Regions from separate parts of the Gossypium hirsutum genome. Here all the other regions are linked to region 2. The links are chromatin contacts, called in public Hi-C maps. All regions are on one chromosome and are shown on one strand. The core of a region is the stretch at or near the end of the contact, and the rest is flanking DNA. Distances in the headings are between cores, read along the strand shown.

The links. Hi-C and Micro-C count contacts between places; a contact is called where the count stands out from the background.
Region 1: a Hi-C map of leaf shows a contact between it and region 2, with 3 times the contacts expected there. The contact joins the promoter of LOC107948659 here to the promoter of LOC107948664 in region 2. A contact is called at or near these places in 8 of 34 Hi-C or Micro-C datasets (callus, hypocotyl and leaf).
Region 3: a Hi-C map of leaf shows a contact between it and region 2, with 2.8 times the contacts expected there. The contact joins the promoter of LOC107948660 here to the promoter of LOC107948664 in region 2. A contact is called at or near these places in 10 of 34 Hi-C or Micro-C datasets (callus, cotyledon, hypocotyl and 1 more).

What each region holds. Positions count from the first base shown.
Region 1 is chrA04:6,837,898-6,840,597 of Gossypium_hirsutum_v2.1, reverse strand. LOC107948659 (probable disease resistance RPP8-like protein 2) reads right to left here and starts at 1,432. Exons shown (of 3, transcript XM_016883283.2): 1 at 1,078-1,432.
Region 2 is chrA04:6,989,237-6,991,936 of Gossypium_hirsutum_v2.1, reverse strand. LOC107948664 (dynamin-related protein 5A) reads right to left here and starts at 1,329. Exons shown (of 8, transcript XM_041110822.1): 1 at 955-1,329; 2 at 247-438; 3 at 1-132. The coding sequence starts at 1,284.
Region 3 is chrA04:6,858,122-6,860,821 of Gossypium_hirsutum_v2.1, reverse strand. LOC107948660 reads right to left here and starts at 1,270. Exons shown (of 2, transcript XM_016883284.2): 1 at 1,117-1,270; 2 at 1-943. The coding sequence starts at 606.

The DNA.
Region 1 (2,700 bases), core at 183-2,682, 150 kb after region 2:
GTTTCACGTACACATATGAACTACAATTCAAGTTTCATATGTATAACTATACCAAATAAGAACACATGTATTAAATTATACATTAAAGTAAAGTACTCTATAAATTTGATATTTATCCCCAAATTCATAAACAATGTAAAATGTGCTAATAGCGTTTAAACATGTTTTTTTTTTTTGCATTTATTGAACATATAGTATTCTTGTAAGTATTTCTTTAGGTTTAACTCACAAATTGGTATTTAAATTCTCTTGTTTTCGTACTTAAACTTTTTTTTCCTAAATTGGTACCTCCTCCGTTAACCAAACAATCAGTCAAATTGTTAAATCTATTTTTTTTCCTTTAAAAAAGCTTAACCTACAAATTAGTACCTAAACTATGCATTTTTTCCTATATTGATACCTAAACATTTTTTTATCACAAATGAAACCTAAATTTCTTTTTGTTCCCAAATAAGTACTTCTGTTAATTCAATAGTTAGTTAAAACATTCAATCTATTTAAAAGATATGTAGAAAAAAAAAAGTTGTAATATTTTCTCTTTTACACATATATTTTTTCTTTTTTTCTTTGGTCAAATCGGTCAAGCACAAATTTTCAGTTTGATCAATTTTTCCGATTCAATTAAATAAAATTTTAAATATTCATAAAAAATATTTTTAAAATAAAAATAGTGATTCAACCAAATTTTTTTGCTTGGTTCATCTAGTTTATATCGATTGACGAGTCAATCATTTTCACCCAATAGCATATTTAGGGGGCTGGTAAGGATGGACACCTTAAAATGAAAAATTATTCATTTAAGTCTTAAAATTTTTAAATTTAAATTAATAAAAGTAAAATTACACTTTCACCTTCTAAAAATATAAAAATTTAATTTAATTTTTTAAAAATTACAAACATATATGTTATTAAAAATTAAAATTTAATTTCGACCTCTAAAAAGTTCTAGTCAACTCCTATCTTCTAGCTAATACCCTCATCTATTCTTGATTCAATCAACTAATTTGGTCCAGTTTTGAAAATACTGGTTTTGTTATTCTGAACAAATGGAGCAGTAAGAAGATTGGGATTACGTACCGTTAAATACAAGTGTTGAGGTGCACAATCTGCAGGCAGGCTCATTCATTTGGGACCATCGCAGATTGGCGTCTGCAATTTTTTAGTGTTTGAACTTCAGGCTGTAGTTTTTAGCTGATCTGACGACAATAGCTTCCTGGAGACCGCCGGTTAAGCTAGGCGTTGCTAAGATAGAGAAATAAAATAAGAGATTAAATGGGACGTAAATGAAAAGAAGAGGTGTAAAATGAATCCACTCAAAGGAGCATTTTTCTTTCAATAATTGAACGTTAGGTACATGAAAAGAAGAGCTAAGAGGTAGTACTTTTTCATGTTTGAAAGAAAAAAATTAATCATAATTCAATATTTCTAAAACATCATAATAGCTCTGAGGTAGTACTTTTTTTTATATTTAGGAAATAGATCAATATAGAGAAATAGAAATTGATTTTATAAAATACATTTTTTATATATTAGATTTTTTATTAGATAATTAAATGTTAATAGTTTTATTCTTGGATCTCAAATTTGATTCTTCTCATGCTCACATTTATATTTTTTATTTTATTTTAATTTTTTAAAATAATTTAAATTTTTAAAATAATATATTTACTAATTAAAAAATTGATTAAAATTTTTAAAAATTTAAAATAATATGAAATAAAAAATACAAATGTGAGCAGTAAAGAAATCAAATCCAAGACTTAAAAAAAACCACTAACATTTAACCATTTAATTGAAAGAATTAATGTATCAAAATAAATACATTTTGTAAAAAGTGTTTTCTGTTTTTCTCTCCAAAATCGACTTAAATTTTACAAAAAAAAACAATATGTTTTTCTAATTTACCCAGCTAAAAATGCTCAATTTTGTTTTTGACAAATTAATCTAAAAAAAACAAGATGCAAGTTTTCAATTATTTTTAATGAAAATATTTTGGTTAAAATATGCAAAAGGATTGAGGGGCTTTAACCCCAAAGTTTTTAAAATTTCATTATACCCTTAAATCTTTTTAGAATTTTAATTAAGTCTCTCAAAATTTTTAAAAATTTTCTCTATACCTTTCAAAAAAATTTTAAAATTTAATTACGCTCTTCCAAAAAAATTTTTTTTGTAAATTTTTGAAAATTTTAAATATATCTATCCAAATTTTTAAAAATTCTCATTAAAACCCAAAATTTTAAAAAAAAATAGGTAGCCCCCAATTTAATGCCAAGCTCGGTCATTATTATACTTTTCGTAAATTTAAAATTTAAACTTTATATTTTTAATTTTTAGACACTTAATCTCTCTATAGTTTAAATTTCAAAATTAAAGTGAAATTATTAACATAGTTAAAATTATTTTGTTAAATTCAAATTCATTGCAAACGTCATTTTTTTAGTTATATTGATATCAATATGAAAAAAAAATTAATTTCAAAATGTCATACCATCTAATTTAACAAAAGAAATTATATCGATAATTAGGCATCAATTTAAAAAATATACAATTAAATTCCAAAAAATTAAAAATATAAAAATTTATCTTACACGGGCTAAAATGTATCTATGAGGGAGTGATTTTGCCAAGTCAGCAAAGCGCGTCCACGTCAGCGCGTTTTGTACTGACATGACAAAATTGCTCCCTCAAGGATGCGTTTTA
Region 2 (2,700 bases), core at 80-2,579:
CAACCATAATGATGAGCACCATTCCACACTACTCTGCTGAAGGAACAACAGAATACGATGGGGAGGACTAGCTAATGACTTCACCATGGATAGAATCTCCTGTGGAGTATTCTCTGGTTCTCCCTTCTTCGCCTGCCAAAAAATTTCCAACCATAAAATGTGATTCATAAATAAGATCATTTTACTACAAAGATTTCAATCAATCCAAATCTGAATTTTCCTTTTTCAGATGAATCAGCAAGCTACCTTCAGAACAAATCCTGGGGTATCAATGATGGTGAGGTTAGGACAGTGTGCAAATTCAGCTCTCATTACAATTGGCTTAGGAGAAACAGAAGTTTTAGTCTTTTTCAGAAGTGCCTCGGTTCTTGATTTTATGACATCCGCAATTGTTGATGCTGAAACAACTGGACTTCCATATTCTTCAGAATCTTCTTCCTGTTTTCAATTGTCAATTTTAAGTATCAACGGAAAAGAAGACAATGCAAACATAGGATGCTGCTCAAATGGAGCATTTACTCAATGAAGACCCAGATGTTACAGAAAACTTTTTTCTAGCAAACATTAACCCTATAGTTTAAGATTATTCAGATCTAAAACAAAATAAATCTTTGGTAAATAGTTACATTATCGATATTTTCACTAACTTTATAACAAAATTGATCCGTCTATTTTATTATAAAGAAAAAGCCTTAAATTTTTCGATCATAAATTCTAAATATTTCTTTTGATCATACAGTTTGAAATTCTCCCATCCAAAATCCAGTTATTAATATGATCAATTCTCCCATCCAAAATCCAGTTATTAATTCATATAAATTAAATAAACACAGATAAAAGCCCAATTCAGCATATAACAAAATCAATACAAAACTTTAAATAGAAACATAAAAACAAACCCCAAAAAATAAAGTCATTAAACCAAAAGCACCCAACTCCAAAAGCAAAAACCACCTGAAAGTGACAACGAGGCTCAAGTGCAGAAGGGTCATGAACCATCTGTAAAATGAGAGGTCGACGAGTACCCATTTCAACTTCACGCACATTGAAACGGAATCCAAGCAAAGCTTCAAGGAGAGAGCTTTTGCCATCAGATTGACCGCCGAGGGCTACGATTTCCGGGATCGGCAGCTTCTCTCCGAAGGCCACTGCCATGGCTTGGAGGCGATTGTAGGCTTCGAAACGGGACCGAGATGAGGAAGAATCATCTTCTTGGTGGTGAGAGTGAGATCCTCTAGATTTGTCTACTGGGGTTTTAGTTGGAGTAGGGGTCGCCGTCGCCATTGAAGAGAAAAAATTGAGAGACGGAGGAGACGGAAAGTTAGGCGCTTTAGATTTTGAATTTAAATATTCAAAATATAGACGTTGAAGAATTTTGGGCCGGGGAATTTTGGATTGGGCTGAACTTGACATGGGCTACGCTCACAGCGTTCTTGGTTAAATGCTATTTGTAACAATTTTCGTTTTTTTTCTTTTCGTTCTATATTTAAGATTTTTTTTAAGAAAATAATAATTTTTTTTTACATTAAGCACATAAATTTATAAATTAAAATATTTTTTATTCATGATAAAGATAATTTATATTACATGAAAGTTATCAATTTTCTCTATGAAAATTATTAGTCTTATTTTTTCAAGTTTTCTTTTTTTTTCTTCTTCTAAAATTAGTTATAAATAAAAAAGTCTCTAAAGAAAAATTTTTGCTAGTTTTGTTCAATTTTAGACTGAAATGAAAATTTTCAATATTTAATTTTTTTCTTTTGAAAAAAAAATAAGGAATGGATTCCAATAAATCATAAATATGATTATATTGTCTGTATGGGGGACACGTGTCCTTCACAGTCTAATCCACCAAATGTTGGTAATGTTTCTAATTAATAAAAAAGCCAGACTTGTCAAATTATTTCTTAAGAGGCTTTAATCGACCAAAAACAAGAAACCCAGATTTAAAACCTTAAAAGAAAAATCAAAACAACAAAATAAACAACAAGACTAAATCCAAATTACTCCTAAAATCTGAGAAAACCTAGCAGCTTCACTCGTCTTTCAATCCACACCTCTCATCTACCACCATCATTCCATCTTTTGTCAATCTATACCAATATCGTCCGCGATGGGTTCTTGTAGAAGTACAAATTGTCGGAGTTTCTAAATGTTTTATTCCTCTGACCTATTTAATATTTTAAATGTGTTTAATAATAATTCTTTTTACTTAGTATAATTTTTTAACAAAAAAAAGTGTTGAATAAAATAAAATACAAATAATATAAAAAATTTTAAGTTGATTTTATTATATTAAAAAATTGAAGTAAATTTTTTATAAAATAAAATATTCAAATTAATATATTTATCTGTCATCCAAAACTATTCAAAATAATATAAAAAATTATTTAATAAAATTAAAAATAAAAAAATATATTATCTTTTAAAAACCAATGTTTACTTTTATCAAACAACATAATTTACCAATTTACTAAACAATTTTTTAATATAAATTTAGCACTTATATAATTTAGTAGTAAAAATTCAGCACTTAATTTTTCAGTTAATTAAACACAACTTTAATTCTCAGGTACTTAAACTCATTTAAGCTTAAATTTTTAGCATGAACACATCTAAAACAAATGATACATATTTATTTAATAGAAATGCAAAAGAGGCTCTTTACAATTGCTTGACTAATCTAAGCTTTGTATGCAT
Region 3 (2,700 bases), core at 21-2,520, 130 kb after region 2:
AGTAAAGCGGCAAACCAAACCAGAACGAGTATAATTTACCATAGCTTTGGTGTATAGTAAATCATACATGAATCCTAGTTCAATGGCCACAACATCAAAAGCATCCTTCGAACTCATCTTTTCGTCCTCGAATAAATGTTGGCTTTTCTCCTTGTCTTTAAAGCTTAGGATGAGATCTGCAAACAGACGCTTGAATATCTCAAACATCGCAGTGGCTTTAATGATATTGTCTTTGTCAGAGGTTATTATATCCAATTCTTGCGCACCTTCATTCACCTCTTCTATAGTCACCAAGAACCCCTCAGATTTCCTCAGACTGTATTCATCCATCAACTTGGGGTAATTAGGACCAGGATCTGGAGAAGTTAGCATCAAGTCTCGTAATTCGCCAGTGCTGGCTCTCCATAGAGTCCATGTCCTCTCAGCATACTTAATTGATCCAGCCACAATCATTGGAATGGTTAGCCTGGAGAGAAGGGAACCTGTCCATGCCATGAGGAAGATGTATATTGTCACAGTTGTCTGGACAATTAGTCCAAAAAGGTGCCTTAACCATAGCTGATTGTCTTCCAGGGAGTAAGCCGTAATGGCATCTGGGCCGCCCATGTGCAGTAGGAGAAAGGGTGCCCACGTTGCTTTAAGCTCAGTGCTGACGTCAATAGCGTCTTCCTTATCATATATATCAGCCAGGTCATTTGTTAGTATGCCAAGGGCGATACTTGCTACAGAATCAGCCAACAAATAGGAACACCAACAGCAGCTCTAATCCTTCTTTTTGAACTCCTTTTTCTGCGCTTGCCAAATGAAATGAGCAAAATTTGGAGCACAAGGCTGGTTACAACCATTGCTCGGATCTCCCATTCCTTCCACAACTTCAATAATGAGGGAGGAAATACCCTCATCATCTTTCGGCTTTTCCTCACCAAAATTAAGCTACCAACTACTGCATATGCACGAACAAACAAGACTTACTCAAACATATAACGCAGCTAACTAGTGATTTGCAAAAATAAATCTTCCATTTTTTCCAGAAACATATTTTGTTCATATTTACTGCATTTCTACCCATAATGAATTTATATATGCAGAATCTAAGAAAGAAAACTAGTTCCTTACTTGTGGGCATCATTGTGATTGTTAATGCTTCCTGATGAGTCCAGTTGCATCACCTAACTGGGTTTTGCTCTGCGAAACGGTTTAGCTAACGTTGATGGGATAAGTCAGCTTCTTTACTCTAAGCGTCAACGCGTTATGCTTAAACAAATACACTGAGAACTTCCTTACAAACGCTATGGTTTAAATCTGCCAAAGGTCCCTGTATTTTTTAAAATTTATTTAAACATTGAGTCCCTATACTTTAATTTAAACATTGAGTCCTTTTGCTTTTTTATTTAAAAATATTTTTCTCTCCATCTTATTTTTCCGTTAGAGGCTCCATAGAAAGGTAAAATAATTTTTTAACCCTAAATATGTACATTTTTATCAATTTTTATCAATTTAGTCCTTACCTTTAAAAGTAAATAAAATTTTTTATTTTTTTATTTTTTTCCATATTTTAATTAAAATTTTAAAATATTTTTAAAAATCTAAAATTATGAAAGAAATGAAAACCATTTAAAATTCAAAAAAATAATCTAATATAAATTTTTATATTACATTTTGGACAATAAGTTGAATGGTTTAAACAACATTGAATTTTAAAGTTTTTATATATTAAAAATTATTTTTTATTTTTTGAATTTAAGACAGTTTTTATTTTTCATAAATTCATATTTTTAAAAATAAATATTTAAAAAAAAGTAAAGACCAAATTGATAAAAAATTATAAATATTGAAGATTAAAAAATTATTTTACCTTCATTAAATAGTCACTATTGGAAAATTTAGATGAAATCAACATTCAGTGTTTCAAAATTAAAATATAAAGATTAATTTTTAATTTTCAAAAAGTACAAAAACTTCTTGTAATATATAATTATATATCATCTATCTATGTATCTATCATAGATTAAAACATTTATTTACTTGTGCTATCGATTATATGTATTAATTAAAATATATTATATTTGTTATAATTTTTATTAATAATATAATAAATAAATTTAAACATAATATTTCAATAATATAATTATTAAATGATATTTTTGGACTAATGTAAATTAGATATTGAATATGATATATATATATATATATAAGGTAGTGATATTTTATTTTATTAATAAACTATAAGGAAGCAAATTATATTTTTAAAAAAAGGATAATTTTGTATGATTAAATTTTGTTATATAAATCATACATAATTATAAAATATGAAGCAATAAGTACTTTTATAATTTTTTTGTTAAAATTTATTTTTAATAATTATGTTAATCTAATATTTTCTTAATTAACTTATAATATTATAATATACTAAATTTTATAATTACAAATGTTTTATACAATAAATACTATAAATACAAGTGTTTTAATTTTAAAAATACAATTCTAAGACATATTTAAAATAAATATTTTTAAAAAATAAATATCTGTAATATTATAGTATTTATTTAATTTAATAAACAAAATTTTAAAAAATATTTTTAAATATTAAAAACTTGATAATTGAAATTTATAACGCAAATGCATGTGTTGATCAAGTAATAAAGTGATAAGAAGTTCCAACAAGGATCAAATTTTAAGATGTTAAGTACCAACTATTTA